Linked DNA regions of Mus musculus: region 1 is linked to region 2. The links are chromatin contacts, called in public HiChIP or PLAC-seq maps. All regions are on one chromosome and are shown on one strand. Each heading gives the region's core, a stretch centred on a gene start, on an enhancer-like site or on the middle of the called end of the contact. The rest is flanking DNA. Distances are from core to core; before and after follow the strand shown.

What was found. HiChIP or PLAC-seq counts read pairs in DNA pulled down with a chosen protein or histone mark.
Region 1: an H3K4me3 HiChIP or PLAC-seq map of bone marrow-derived macrophages shows a contact between it and region 2, with 6 times the contacts expected there. The contact joins two enhancer-like sites.

The regions. Positions count from the first base shown.
Region 1 is chr16:94,614,627-94,622,067 of GRCm38.p6, forward strand. All of the region lies in intron 2 of Dyrk1a (dual-specificity tyrosine-(Y)-phosphorylation regulated kinase 1a), which reads left to right. Among named protein-coding and RNA genes, the nearest start is that of Dyrk1a, 48 kb to the left of the region's middle. Within about 2 kb of position 3,810, at least 35 of the 459 cell types and tissues checked have an H3K27ac peak or open chromatin away from gene starts, as enhancers often do. A contact at or near this core is called in bone marrow-derived macrophages, where this site is marked.
Region 2 is chr16:93,955,045-93,962,898 of GRCm38.p6, forward strand. It overlaps Gm31012 (a long non-coding RNA gene), which reads left to right. Exons shown (of 2, transcript XR_385072.3): 2 at 1,795-2,678. It also overlaps a transcript of Cldn14 not described here. Among named protein-coding and RNA genes, the nearest start is that of Cldn14, 29 kb to the left of the region's middle. Within about 2 kb of position 2,572, at least 26 of the 459 cell types and tissues checked have an H3K27ac peak or open chromatin away from gene starts, as enhancers often do. A contact at or near this core is called in bone marrow-derived macrophages, where this site is marked.

The DNA.
Region 1 (7,441 bases), core at 2,560-5,059, 660 kb after region 2:
GAAAACTTGTTCCTTATGACAGTTGGTTCTGCTCTGTTTTAACGGATTTCTTTATCAAAGTAGTTTTTTGTTTGTTTGTATGTTTGTTTTTAAAAAGCACATTAATAGTGACATGCTAGTCACTTAGAAAATTGTAGTGGTGGTGGAGGAATGCTTCATTTGGCAAGGTGCTTGCTTTCCCAGCCCTGGGCAAATGGAGACAGGAAGATTTCTAGAACTTATTTTCCACCCAGCCCAGCTGAATCAGTCCTGTCCTGTCCTGTCCTGTCCTGTCCTGTCCTGTCCTGTCCTGTCCTGTCCTGTCCTGTCCTGTCCTTTCCTTTCCTTTCCTTTCCTTTCCTTTCCTTTCCTTTCCTTTCCTTTCCTTTCCTTTCCTTTCCTTTCCTTTCCTTCTTTCGTGTGTGTGTGTGTGTGGGGGGGGTAGAGGCCAGTAGAAGACACCTGATGTTGATTATTTGCTGCTGTGACCACACCCACACCCCTAAGAGATCATTTGAAGTAGTTTCAGAGCGCATGCCCCATTTTACACCACCTCCCTGCAAAACAGGGTGTCTTGTAGCTGAGATCGGCCTCACTCTGAGCTTCCTGGATTCTACAGGAAAGAAAGCAGGTTGAGCAGGCAGCACTCTTCCATGGCTTCTGCTTCAGTTCTTCTCTTGAGCTCCTGCTCTGACTTCTCTCAGTGATCAAGTGACCTGGGAGTGACTCTTTCCTCCTAAGTTGCTTTGGTCATGATCATAACAACAGAACTGTCTTCTGTCTTTTGAACTATGGCACATTCCCATCAGTCCCTGTGTCCCGTCTCCCCCCCTCCCCCAGTGCACCCCCTCCTCCCAGCCTCTGCCAGTGTCAGTTGAGATCATATTGAATACATTTATGATGGTGAGCTTGGGTAGCATGCGTTTGATGTTACTATTGACTACTGTCCCATCATTGAGTGACCTACTGTCACTTTGTGAGGTACAACCAATTTAAGCTTATCCCTGACTAGCTTATAAATAAATGAGACTCAGACTATAGCTATTTTATTTGGCTTTTGACAATTACTAGGGGGGTAACCTCTAATGTTCTCTTCTAACTGCTGGCCTGGCTACCTCCCCAGCAGTGAATCCCAGACACTTGTTGTTTCTCCTGGCCCTGTGCTCATGGTTCCTCTCCCCTCATGGCGGCTTCCTCCTTCTACCCTGTCCTTTTCCCTCCTCCTCCTTCCTCTCTCTCCCCCCCGCCAGGTCACTCCAAACTCACCTACCTCTAGTAACCCCAGTAATTGGCTATGGCCAATTTTATTTAACTAATAGTTTTAAATCAAAACAAAAAATTGTAAGCATGAGAACTCCCTCGCAAGCCTAGATCTTTGGGTATAGAATTTAGCATTACAATACATAGCAGACAAACCAAATCTCACCAACTTTGTCACGTGGGTAGGTCTAGATTACTTGGAAATAACTTAAATGGTCTTAGGGATGGATTAGTTGTGGCATGTGCTTCTTTGAACCTTTTTTATTTATCATGTGCATTTCCTAGTTTAAGTTCGATATTGCTTATTCACAGTTTCCCCCTACCCCACCTTTTTGGGTCAGGGTTGTTTTGTTATATAGCCCTAGCCATCTGGAACGTCATTTGTAGACCAGGATTGGTCTAGTACTCACAGACATCCCCTTCCCACCCCTCCCCTGCCTCTGCCTTTGGAGTTCCGGAATTACATATTTGTCACCATGCTTAGCTGTTCTTTAGATTTATTTCATATGTATGAGTGTTCTGCCTGCATGTGTGCCTCTGTACCATCTGTATGCCTGGTCAGTTCAGAGGACAGAAGAGGACATTGGATCCCCTGGGACTGGAGTTACAGGTGGTTGTGAACCACTATTTGGGTGCTGGGAATCAAATCTGGGCCCTGTGCAAGAAAAACAAGTGTTCTTAACCACTGAGCTAACTCTGCAGCCTCCAGCTGTTTTTTAAATTAATATTCTCAGTTTTACAAATGACTAACAGGTATTGAAGAGCATGTAGCTCAGGTCATGTGATTTGGAACACTCTAAAGCTCTCACTAATGTAAGTCACATAAGCTCTCACTTTCCAGCATTAGGCTTTCCTGGGGTCTCTGGTGGCAGTGTTGTTGCAGGGAGTGCTGTATCGGGTTGGCAGGGAGAGCACTGTCTGGAGCATGAGGTGCAGCGTCTGCTCAGCTGTTTCAGATACACAGAAGGTGAAAAGTCATGGCGGCTCCTTTTCCTGCGTTACAGGCCAGGGCTGTGCTTAGAACCCTTTGCTCCACGTGTGTCTGCAGGGTCTCCAGGAGAGCTGCCATCTTACCAGAGTTCATGCACAAGCCGCTCTCATGGTCTGCTGCATGCACTCTTCAGGGTCTGGTCCTCATTATTTGCCATTTCTTTTCAGGTCTTGTTTTGTGATTTTAGCTTTTATTTTCTAAGCAGAAGCAATGCTGATTGTGTCATGTGCATACACAGTATAAAGTTTTTTATGAAATATAGTATAAAATAAAAATATGAGGGCTGGAGATATGGATCAGTGGTTAAGAGCTCTGACTGCTCTTCCAAAGGTCCTGAGTTCAAATCCCAGCAACCACATGGTGGCTCACAACCATCTGTAATGAGATCTGACGCCCTCTTCTGGTGTGTCTGAAGACAGCTACAGTGTACTTACATATAATAAATAAATCTTTAAAAATATCTGAACACAGACACGTAGTAAGACCTCTACTAAATTTAGAAAAAAGCAGATGTTTACTTTCATTACATGTTTAAAATGACGTTATCTATGTGTGGGTATGCTCTTCTGCCACAGTGTGCCCGTGGACGTCAGAAGATCACGTGCCTTAGCCAGTTCTTCACTACAGTGTGGGTTTTGGGGAAATTCCATTTTACTGGTCCTTATAGCGTTTTATTTTTATTTTAAGGCCAATTTGTAAATGTCTGTCTAGTTAGGTGTCTTCTTTTTTTTGTGATAAAATATGATGACCAAAAGGAGCTTGGGGAGGAATGAGCTTATTTTAGCTTACAGTTTCACATCGTAGTCTATCAATGAAGGAAGTCAGGAACCACCTGAAGCAGAAGCAGTGGTGAAATGTGCTTGCTGCTGTACTTGTTTAGTTTGCTTTCTTAAGCCATCCAGGATGACCTCCCTAGGGGTGGCCCCACCCACAGTGGGCTAGGTCCCCCTCCTTCAGTCAGTAATCAAGACAGTACTCCACAGATTGGTCTTTTAGACCAGTCTTACAGAGGCATTTTCTATATTAGCATCCCCTCTTCTCAGATATGTCTGGTTGTATCAAGTTGACAAATACCGACCAGCCCATTGTACACCTAAGAGAGTGAGGGCCTGGCGAAGTGAGTCCGCTCTTTGAGAAGGCACTGGTGTGATTCCCACCCAGAGCTCCAGTTCTAGTGGATCTGGCACTTCATCTGGCCTTGGTAGGCACCAGACACACATGAATATGCACATACACATACAAAATACTGTGAGGGTTCTACAGAGTTACAGCTTAACATAGGTACTTCCTTTTTCCTCTAAAAGTGGGCAGAAAACACCTAGATGGGTAAAACCTCCAATGCCATAAACGCATCTACGATACTTGGTGGAAAACAGTAGAGAGAAGTGGGTAGGAGCAATGTAGTAACTATCACAGTGGTGTGGTATCAGGGTTTGTGCAGAAGAAAGGAAGCACAGTGGGCTTAATAAGAATCCCAAGAGTTCCAAGTTTACCAGCAAAGACTCCCACAGAAGCATATCATGCGAGTCTGAGAATATCAGAGAAGCCAACAAAGTGTGTATGCGTTTCCTGATTCCCAAAACCAGTTAAAGCTGCCTTTCTGGCCAAAGCAGAGACTATTGTAAATAGACTCCAATTGAGCAGTTGTGGAATCATCTTGGACAAAAGAAAGGAAAATTGGGGAAGATGAAAATACAGGAGATCTTATTTATTTTAATCTATATTTTGACCTCCTTCCTGAGAACAGGAGAGAGAGAGAATGCTTCCTGAGGACAGAATCCCAGCCTCCCGGGAGTGTTTTACGTCTGCTGTGTGGAGGTCAGAGGACAGCGGTCAGGAGTAGGTTCTCTACTGCCACCTTGTGGGATGCAGGGATCAAACTCAGATGGTTTGCACTCACTGAGCCATCTCGCTGTTCCCTCATAGCAGTACATTTTATATAACGCTGTATAGATTTACCGTTTTCGCAAAGATTATCAGACAAGTATGCAGATTCCTCACTGGTGTAGAGGTCAGCGTCGGCACTGCCACCTTTGTTGCTGCTGCTTTTGTTGTTGTTGTTGTTGTTATTGTTATTTTGACGTAGGTTTTTGATTGCATCCAAGCTCAGGATGGCTTGGAACCCCAAATCTTCAGCCTTGGTATGTGAAGTGCTGGATTTATCGATGCTAGCTGTCATGCTGACTGCAGAGATGCTTAGTGCTTAAGAGCACATAATGAATTGGCTGCAGCCCACAACACCCACACGACAGCTCACAATCACTTTAACTGTAATTCCAGAACCTACATGGACATCAGGCACATACATGGTATACATACATACATACATACATGCAGACAAAACACTCATATATATAAAATAAAATAAAAATAATCTTTAAAACCGTTTAAAAAGGAAAAACTGAATAACAGAGCATTACGTAGATAGTTAAAAAAAACACAGCAGAAAAAAATGCCTGCTGACCTGATGTCTTAGAGAAAGCCCAGAGAATCTGTAGGATTGATGGAGGAAAGAAAAGAGGGAAAACCCCCACCTAGGTGCTGGAGGTTTAGGTGAGTTGACAGAGTGACTGCTCATTGTGAGTGAGGCTGCGCTGCGCTGTGCCCAGCAGGCCAGCCGAGCTGTGCTGGAGCACTTGGAGGAGCAGGCAAGAAGAGCAGAGGGCCAGAAGCCTGTCATCCTCAGCCAACCTGGGATGCACGGTACCCTGTGTCAGGGAAACAGATGAAAAAGTCCCTGCCTCGAATAAATAAATGGTGCAAAAAAGAGGTTTGAACTTTAGAATGAAAATTTCTTTAGATAAGCAGGTAGTTAATTGCATGCAGAAAAATGTTACAACTCAACAAAACTAAATTTCAAAGTATATACCCTAAACATTCCAGAGAAAGTAATAGTTACTGAAGAAAGGCAGAGAAGTTTCATCATACAGCAACAAGAATAATGCAAGGATATTTCCTGAAGTGGAACAGTTTTGCCTGTGTATCAGGGGGTATAGTGGCTATTCCTGGTTGTCAACTTGAGTACATCCAGAATGAACTGCAATCCAGAATTGGAAGGCTCACCTGTGATCCTGATCTTGAGGCTGGGAGATAGAAGCTTCTGACCTGGATCTTGGCACGGAGATCTTGAGGCACAGTGGCTATGAATCCCAGAAGACTAAGGCAAGGAGATCTCTGAGTTCAAGGTCATCTGGGACAAAGCAAGTCACAGATCCAGGCATGGTGGTACACACCTTTAACCTGGGCCACACCTTTTGCTGGAGACCTACATGAGGTCATTGGAAGAAGGAAGATTCACTCAAGAATTCTTCTGCTTGCATTTACTTGCCAGCACATCTGTTGGAATCTACCAGCTGAAACAAGTAGCCTTGAGGGACTGAGTAACTGGTAGACGATTGGACTTCCTATCCACAGCTGCCCATTATTCGTTGGACTACAGACTAAGCAGAATTACCGTAATCAGAGAAACTCTGCGAGGACTAAGAGAACAGCTTCTTCACTTGTTTGTTGAACAGGAAGCAGAGATGTCGGAACAGAAAGTTTTAAATACTACCCACCTGACTTTGACCCATCAAAGATCCCAAAACTCAAGTTACCCAAGGACCGGCAGTATGTGGTATGGCTGATGGCCCCCTTCAACATGAGGTGTAAGACATGTGGAAAAGACATCTACAAGGGGAAGAAGTTCAGTGCACAAAAGGAAACAGTCCAGAATGAGGCACTGTTGGAGTTTATCAAAAGACCCTTACTCACAGGATCACAGAGACCGCCGCCATTGCTGCAAAATGCATGAGGATTTTTATTGATCCAACATGTTGGGGACTCCTCTTTCATCACACAGGCCAGAGGAGAGACCCAAAACAGAGAAAGAACACACTTTTTATACCTTTGTAAGGGGCAGATTTGAGCAACAAGGTTCTCATTGGTGTAGCAAGTAACCCTTTCAGGCATTGGTTGGTTTGTATAGTGACTCAGTAACCCTTTGGCCTAGTCCCTCACTTTGCTTGCCCCCAACGTGGGTTATTATGATTTGGTCAGCAAAGTAATAGTACATTTTGAACTTATGAATCAGCTATTAACGTCACAGCTATTAACGTCACAGCTATTAACGTCACAGCTATTAACGTCACAGCTATTAACGTCAGGGGGATGTCGGGGATTCTCGCAACAAGGTCTTTGTCAGAATTCAGTGTGGGGTGGGGGGCAGGAGAATTGCTAATCTTGTTATGGTTATTTCTTTGAGAATAGCTAATATTATTTTGGTAGCTGCAGGTTTAATCATTTTGACTGCTAAAACTATGTTTTTACATTTGTTTAGTCAGCCAGCTTCCTTATCTGGCCCTGCACTTGGCCTGCTAGTACAGTTTGGAAAGTCCTTTTCGAAGGGGGAATGTACTGGGTGGTCTTGAATTCATTTCGGATATTACAGCACAGGCTTCCATTCTCTGCTGTAGAGAGGAACAGGATGGGGAGTTTGTTCAGAGAGAAGAAATAAAGTCTTGACTGCCATGTAGTTATTGACAAGGAGTAAAAGAGTGTCACTTCAATTTAGATGCAGGTGGGGCAGGTTTTTATTGTTTTTCTGTGGGGAATTCTTAGGCCATATGTGTCCCTCAGACACATAAGAAACAAAAGAAATAGACAGGATTCGGTGTAGGAATAGTAAAACCATGCAGTGATAGCCATGGAAACCAGAGTGCGAAAGTTGACACTGACAGAATAATGTAACAGTGACCCAGGCTCAGCAGTGCACAGTCCCTGAGAGCACCACCTAGGGAGGGAGGGCCCTGTATTAATTAATGGTTTTTATGGCCCCTCCCAGTAGGCCCTGTGCTACCTATTCACATATGGGGCTAGCAGTTTCTTAAATTTCTCCCCCCCCATAGCCCCACAAAAGATACTCTTTAATCACCATCCCCCCAGTTCCATCCTACCAAATAGTATCCTTGTCTGAGTCACCTTAAATTTCTTGTTTGTATGAGAAACTGATAGATCTTGTCAAATTACATATAGTGCTCTACATTTTATTCTTCATGTTTCCAGTTCAAAATCATGTCATGTACGTAACTGGGAGTTTTTGATAAACTGTAGCTGTCACATTAGCAGTGAAGTTTGCATGGACTGCTGTGTACTCGGCAGGCACTGAAGCTCTGCTCCCTCAGCCCGAGCTCTGTGCTTGTGCCCGTACCTGTGGCTTGGGATTGGAATGCC
Region 2 (7,854 bases), core at 1,322-3,821:
AACTTTCCATCCTCCTGTCTCAGCTCCCCAAATTCTGGGACAACAGGTCTTCTTCATCACACCCAACATCAAACTGAGTTGTGAAGGATGGGAGGATGGCAGAGGGTCGTCTCTGGGCCAGGAATGGGATGGTGGAGTGACTGCTCAGAAAACACTGAGCAAATCAGATGGGGACAGGAGGGCTGGTGACAGAGTGGGACACAGGGCTGGGAGGGTGAGAGGGGCCAGATGGGACTTTTTGGAAATTTGGCAGAGACTTCAAATGTTGACTTCCAGAGCTGGCAAACCACAGCCTAGGGAGGGCAGGGTGTGCTACCACAGGTGGGGCACATGTGTGGGGTGCCTACAGCAAATGCCCTCTGAGTGAAAAAAGAGACCATCGGTGTCTGCCTTCACCAGCCACACCACTGCCCTCCACACAGAAAGCCTGTCTTGGGAACGGTAGCAAAGAACTACTGGGGACCCCGCATTCTCTTGTCTGCTGGTGGCTGACTGTGGTATCTTTTTATTTGTTTGTTGTTTGTGTTTGAGATGGAGTCTCTTGTGACTCAGGCTTGCCTCAAGCACACCGTACAGCTGAGAATGACCTTGAACATGCTGAGATTGCAGATATTCCCACCACACCCAGTGCACTAGATGGAACTCAAGGCTCTGAATGATGCTCAGAGCTGACCTATGTAGAAGTTGGGTGCGTTTTAACCATTCAACCTCAAGATGTTCTTATTAAGGAGAAACAGGACTGTTGAGAGCTGATGATGGCTCTGAGGCTGAAGAAATAGTTCAGTGGTTAAGAACACTGGCTGCTCACTCAGTCTTGAGGATCAGAGTTCAAATCCCAGCATCCATGTAAGACCCCTGTAACCCTAGTTCTAAGCACTCTTTAGGCCTCTGTGGCACCTGCACACACATATACACATGTGTACTCACACCTGCCTACACATGTGTACATGCGCACTGACAAGTGCTTACACTCTTATACAAGAAAGTAGATTTCTTTTTTTTTTTAAAGAAAAAAGTTATATTTTTAATAATTTTAGTTGGCAAATTAAAAGTATCCATTTAGAGCAAAAGCCAAACCCTTCATTGACATCTAGGAGAGTAACGAACTACTAAATCACTATGAACTCTCATCATAGTCACCAATTCACTTCCCTCCAACAGGAGCTTTCAGTCCCCGTAGTTCATTATTGCTGTTACTATTATTGTGTGACCTGTATGCATCTGTACATGTTCATGCCTGCCAGAGGCCAGAGGTGACTTCTTCAGTCACTTTCCATCTCAGTTTTGGAGACAGGGCCTCATTATACCGGGACCTCATTGATTGGGGGAAGGCAGTGAGCTCTGGGGACCTACCAGGCCCCTCACTCAGGCCTGGTATTATGAACACGCTCTGTGCCATGGAGCCTGGTGTTTCCATGCCTGCTAAGGACTGAACTCAGGGTCCCCTGTTTGTGCACCTCACTGGGTAAGCCATCTCCCCAGCTGAGCTATCTCCCCTTTTTACTCAATTCTTCACATGGCGCCTCCCTCTAGGCAAAACTAAGCCTAGGAAAGTCTGTGGACTTTATTAGCCCACAAGACAAAGCCCAGCAGGACCGTGGAGGGTTTCATCTGTACTGAGGTAGAGACAAACGGAACCCGATGAAGCCCTTAGTTATTACTGTTTTTAAAAGCATGCTCAATTTAAATAAACGTCAAGCCCCACAAGGCAACCGCTAGCACTCGACGCTCATGAAGTTAGCTCAATCATACACCAGAAGAATTTCTTTCTGTTGTGATTAATCTTTTCTGCAGGCTTTCCCAAGCTAAGTAGCAGAGTCTTACTGCGCTCCTGAAGCGGCAACTCTGAGGGCTGAGAAGAAATCGCATCCTCATAGACCTGCCCTGCCCTGCCCTGACCCAGCTGTGAGCATCAGGACCTCTGGAGTCTAGGGAAGCCATGGTCAAGACTCTGCTCTGAGGCCCCCAGGGGCCCTCACGGTTCCCCCAAAGTTTCAATTACTCAATAGTAAGAGTCTATAGCACTGTCAAGTTTTCAACTACAGGCTCCATGTCTACTGGGTAAGACTCCAACGCCTCAGCAGGGCAAACCAGGGATCCGTGATAAATGATGACCCACAAGTGGTCTGGCACTGTGGAGTTTGGCAGTCCTCCTTGGGTGTGATAATTTCCTACCCACCAACCATCCTGTCAGCACGTCGGATTTAAAATATCACACGTGGAACAATGAAAGATTGCCAGCATCTCACCACCACCTTTTGATTAATGAGCCATTCCTCTGAGATGGATTGGCTTGTTTGATTCCGTTACCTGGGATGACTGATGGCTGTTTTAAAAAACACTTAGCGGCAGCGTTGCCCTGCGTGAGATAATTTTCATACGCCTTTTGCAGCCGCATCCAGAATAATTGGACTTTATTGCCTGCCTTCCATGCATGAACCCAAGTTCCCTGGAGAAGCCTAACAGCTTGAGACCCCGCTGCTGTAGTCTTTCCACACTGATCAGCTGCCGTGGTCACAGGAAAGCTCCCACCAGATGGCCGGCCAGCCTTCTAGTGACATTTCCCGTTTCCCGTCCATTACTCACCAACGGAAAATAATGTGACATGAACTCCCCATTTTTGAGTAATATGTGGTTATATCCTTGTGGTTCCTGTGCTAAAGGCAAATGAATTATCATACAGTCGTTTCTTAATTCTCTGGGGAGAAAACAGAAGAGACAGCCGGTCACAGTGTTTGGCTGGGAGGGGGATCGGCACTCTTCAGGCATCCACCACGGCGTTTACATTTAATGTCCTAATTCCTTTTTCTTTCCCTTTTTCTTGTTGCTTATTCTTCTATTGCTCAGGAAAAGTAAGCTTGTCTGCTTAAGACACCAGAGCTCAGTTTTAAGAATAGTTGTCCTTGGACGCCCTGTTTGTGATTACTTCTCCCGGGTGTTCCTTTTCCTGATGCTCTGGTGCAGAAACGAGACATTGGTGGTGGACATTGGTTCTGTTCTGTCTCTAAAGGCCCAGTTTTCTCTTCCACATGGACCCAATTGTCTAGTTCTTTTAGAATTCTTTACTTTTTAGTTTTAGATTTTTTTTTAAAGTTAATTTTTAAAAAGCCGTGTGTTTGTGTGTCTTCGTGGGTGGATGCACACACGGGAGGAATACCGCAGAGACAAGAAGAGGCCATGGGGCCCTGGAGCTGGAGTTACAGGCAGCTGTAAGCCACCCGCGACTGGAGACAAATCCAGGTCCCTCTGCAGAAGCAGTGCAGAGTCTTGAGTGTTGCTCTCCAGTCCCAAGAAGCGTTACTCTTAAAAGCGGTGGCTAATACCCTGAAGTGTTTGACTCTGTGTTTTTCTAGTTCCCTTCTGACCAGAGCCTTGTATGTGACTAGCTTTTAATTATCTAATTGCTATCTTTATTATTAGAGACAAGTGACTAATTATTATATTAATTAATAATTTCTATATTATTAAAGACAAACATTTGAAGCTGACGCACCCTTACCTTGTGCAGGGTGGCGTGTAAGAGAATGATGTCCACCACTGGTCATGGCTAGTCTGTGGGGCCAGCGCTTTATGACCGTTAGGTTTGGTATAGCAGAACTCGGAGCCAAGCTCCACTGATTGGCACAATTTGACCCTTCCCTCTGACTCCAAGCTGTGAATCTCTGTGACTCCAGAAGCCAAGAGCCAAGAAACCCTTCTTTCTGGAAAGTTCCCTCCCCCCCCCCCCCGACATTCCCTTCTCAGACAAAAGGCAACATGGGGTGCAGGTCTCTGCTTACTCTGTTCTCACAGGAGAACAGAGCTAAGAAGCTGTTCATATGGTCCCTTCGTCAGGCAGCCAGCCTAGAGGAACTGGGGTCTCTCGTAGGCTTCACCCCCACAGAGGCATCTGCCCTTGTCCTGGAGATGTGATTTTCCCAAGGTTCCATGCTGCCTACTTACAAATCTGTTCAGTGAAACAACGCCTATGTTACAAGGTAGCGGGACACTCCAGAAGCTGTGGGAAGCTCTCAGAGTGGACCAGAAGGTTCTAAGAAATTACTTCTAGAAGATTCTGGGAATGGCTTCTGTGTCTTCTTCCCATCTCTACCAAAGACAGAGTAAATGGCAGCCTTGCTTGGCTCTCTGTCCTTTGCACTCACCCAGCTAGGACAGACAGCACCCAGGATGATCTGCCCGGAGTGTCCCCTGTTGGTAATTCAACCCTTCACACGCTCATTTGCATCCGCTCAGACGACTGTTGTGGCTACAAAGAAATGTTTTTCCTTAGTAGAATCACAAATAATTTGAACAGAAAGCTACAGACAAGACAGACTAATCATGTTTGAAAGGAGGTATCTCTGCACACAGAAGGTTTTCTGCATCTAAAATGCTCTTTCTCCATCAAAACTCTGTGTGATGGGGCTTCCTGACACGCAGAAAGTGAACAGCTGGCCGAGTTTCTTCCCTCAGGTGAAAAAGTCAAACTCTACATGTGCCTGGGCCCTTTCTGTAGCAACTTTCCTCAGCCACCTGGGTCACCTCGGAGACGATAACCACTGCGGAAGACTGCCTGCACTATTCTCCTTTAACTCCATTTGTGTTTTCTAGTTAGAAACAAATAGCGTGAGGACTGGAGAGATGGTTCAGTGGTTAGGGTCTGCGGCGGCAGCGGCGGCGCATGTCTTTGATTCCTGTTGGGCTAATCCCTTGTGCACTGTGCAAAGGTTGTTTTTGTATGAAGCATCACCTGTATCTCAGTTTTGCAAGCATCTTTTCCATCACCTTCTGATTGGTTTAGTAAAGAGCTGAACAGCCTCTAGCAAAGCAGGAGAGAATAGGTGGGACATCAGGGCAGAGAGGAACTCTGGGTAAGTGTCTGAGGCAGGAGTTTTGCCAGCCAGAGGAAGAAACAAGTGCCAGTAACGAGCCATGTGGTAGGACATAGATTAGTGGAAATGGGCCGATTTAAGTATAAGAGCTAGTTGGGAACAAGGCAATATTTTCATAGTTAATGAAGAGTCTCTACATTATTACTTGGGCAGCTGGTGGAACTGAGACAGCCAAGCAATGGATTCCAGCAGTCGGGAGGCAGAGGCAGGTGCATCTTTCTCCGTCCAGCCTGGTCTACAGAGCTAGGTCTAAGACAGCCAATGCTATACAAAGAAATCCTGTCTGGAAAAAGCAAGCAAGCAAGCAAGCAAGCAAACCAACCTGTCCTGCTTTTAGAAGGACCTGAGTTTGGTTTCCAGCAAATATATGGCAGTTCCTGATCACTTGTTAACGCCTGCTCTAGGGGATCCGAGGCTGTCTCTGTCCTCGGAGGCCACCTACACACTTGGCATGTATCCACACAGACACACACCCACAACACACACACAAACACCCCCCCAACACACACACAGACAGACACTCCAACCTACATATACATATATAAACACGCACCTACAGGCATGCACACAGACACACTCAGACACACACACATTATAAAAAATAAAATATTTTTGAGTTACTGCCATCTGACACATGAAATAGGAGATATAGACATTTTCGAATCATTGTTTCCTTATTTCCTGTATTTGTTGGTCTACCATCAACAGCAGTAGGCGTGTGTAAATATTGCAGCAAAGGAAGGCATTGTGTGAGAGCAGTTAGCCCTGTGTGGTTTTTAGATGGTGCCTGTTCCCCCTGCTCACAGCATGTGACACCTCAACAGGTGACTTCTGGCTGGTGGGTTCTGAGAGGACAATTAACAAGGCTGGCTTTTCTAAGGTGTGTGTGTCCGTTTGCGTTTCAATTAAAGATTAAATCTTCACATCAGGTTTTTAGCTCAAAGGCAGGGTCCAAAGGGGTGTGGAGTATTTCCATTCATTTTAATAAAGCAAACTCAGTAGATAGGGGATGGCTTATTTTTAACCGGGGCAGATGCCCGTTTGTGTGAAGCTGGTTCCACAATTATATTCCAGGCAGCCAGTGCTACACAAATAAAGAAGCTGCCTCCAGTCTCCCCAACTCAAGGAGCATGTTGGGGTGGGGCGGACTCTGATGGGCGATGCAGCCTGCCCAACCAGCCCAACCATTGGCTGGCCCACCACAGCTCGGCCTTCACTCTACACCCATCATCCAGAAGTTTCCTGAGACAAACTCGCACGTGCTTCCTCAGGGAGGATGTCCAGCTACCAAACGCTGGACATGAGGATATGGCGGCGCAGGGTACACCAGTGAACGCAGGAGCCGGAAGAGACAGGTGCAGAAACAGGTAAGGCAGGAAAGGCCACATGACACTGAAAGAGCAACCAAGAGAAAGCTAAGCACCTAGCAAGGAGTGACAGGTGGCTAAGAAATGTCCAATCGGACTGAGGTCAAGGGCAAAACGGGCTTGGAGGTGAGCAGGTGGAAAGAAGTGAGCAGGGCATGGGCGGGGCTGGCTGACAATTCAGGTTCTGTGTACTTAGGAGAGGGGCTATCTGGGAAGGGAACAAAGACTCAATGAAAGAATGGCACACACAAATCCCACACAGTATGGCCTCCAAGATAAATGAACAAGGAAAAACAAGTCACAAAATAGATTCTGTTAAGAGGAAGTTTGTGAGAATCTGCTTTCAATAAACAGCACTAAAACCTTGGCCTGTACTTTAAGGAGGTGTATTTGTGAATATGCACATGGCTGTATGTCTGTGAATTCTTTGTTTTGTGTTCTTAGTGGTGCTGGGCATTTTGCTGGGTAAGCATTCTACCATTAAGCCATGCATACCTGTATGTGTATATGATGTGTTTTTCCGAGCTGAGGATTGACCCAAGGGCCTCTTACATGCTAAGCCCATGCTGTAACACGCAGAATTACACTCTCAGGCCCTGCAATGTTTGTTTTAAAAATGAATTTAAAATTAAGGAGCGTCTATTCTGTGTTATCTACACAATTAAAAATATAATGTACTTTTCATTTTAACACATCTTCTTTGGCATATTATATTTTGTCCGTGTGCATCCAGGGCTGGCATTTCAAAGCAGACTGGCTGAGCCATGGAGGCTGCCGTACACCCAGCTGAACATGGCTTCTCATGGCCCTTTGTTGGTAGAACAGGAGTAAGCACATTAAATAGTCCATGGGGCAGCCATGGGCACTTAAGTTTCCAAGTCAACTATGGAAAAAATATGACAAAGCAACTCTCCTCACCCTGAACTAGTAGTTGAACCCCAGTTACTAAGGAGGCTGAAGCAGAAAGATCCATGGAGTCCAAGACTTGGAGGCTGACTTGAGCAATGTGGTGAGACTACAGCCAAGCCCCAGCCTCAACTCCACCCCCCATCTCAAAAAGTTAAACAAAACAATCAGTCTCAAAACACATCACCTCTGAAGAGAGTCTGCTCGGCTATAAACGCCACTCGAGTGTGACACACTACAAAAAGCAGTGAACTGGCAGTCAAAATATTTATCTTCCCCCAAAAGCCCCTACATGACCTTGGCATTAGTCAACCTCCCACACCAGGGCTTTCCAAGCCCCCGGGGAATACTGTTACCTACTACAGAGGGCGTAAACTGACACATGAGGAAAGAGTGCTGGGCTTAACAAATATACTTAGCAGGGCCTGGTGGCATAGGCTAAGAACACCAGCTGCTAGGGAGCCTGAAGCAAGTGAATGGCAAGTTCAAGGCTAGCTTGGGCTATGGAATGAATTCAAGGCCAGTCAAGACTTTAGTGTAAAACTTTGTCTCAAAATAACAGGTAAAAATGGGGCTGGTATATAGCTGAATAGTATAGTACTTCCCCAGCACATGTGTTGCTACACACACACACATACACGCGCACACACACACATGTGTAGCTATATACACACACAATACACACATGCACACACATGCAAGTGAACACA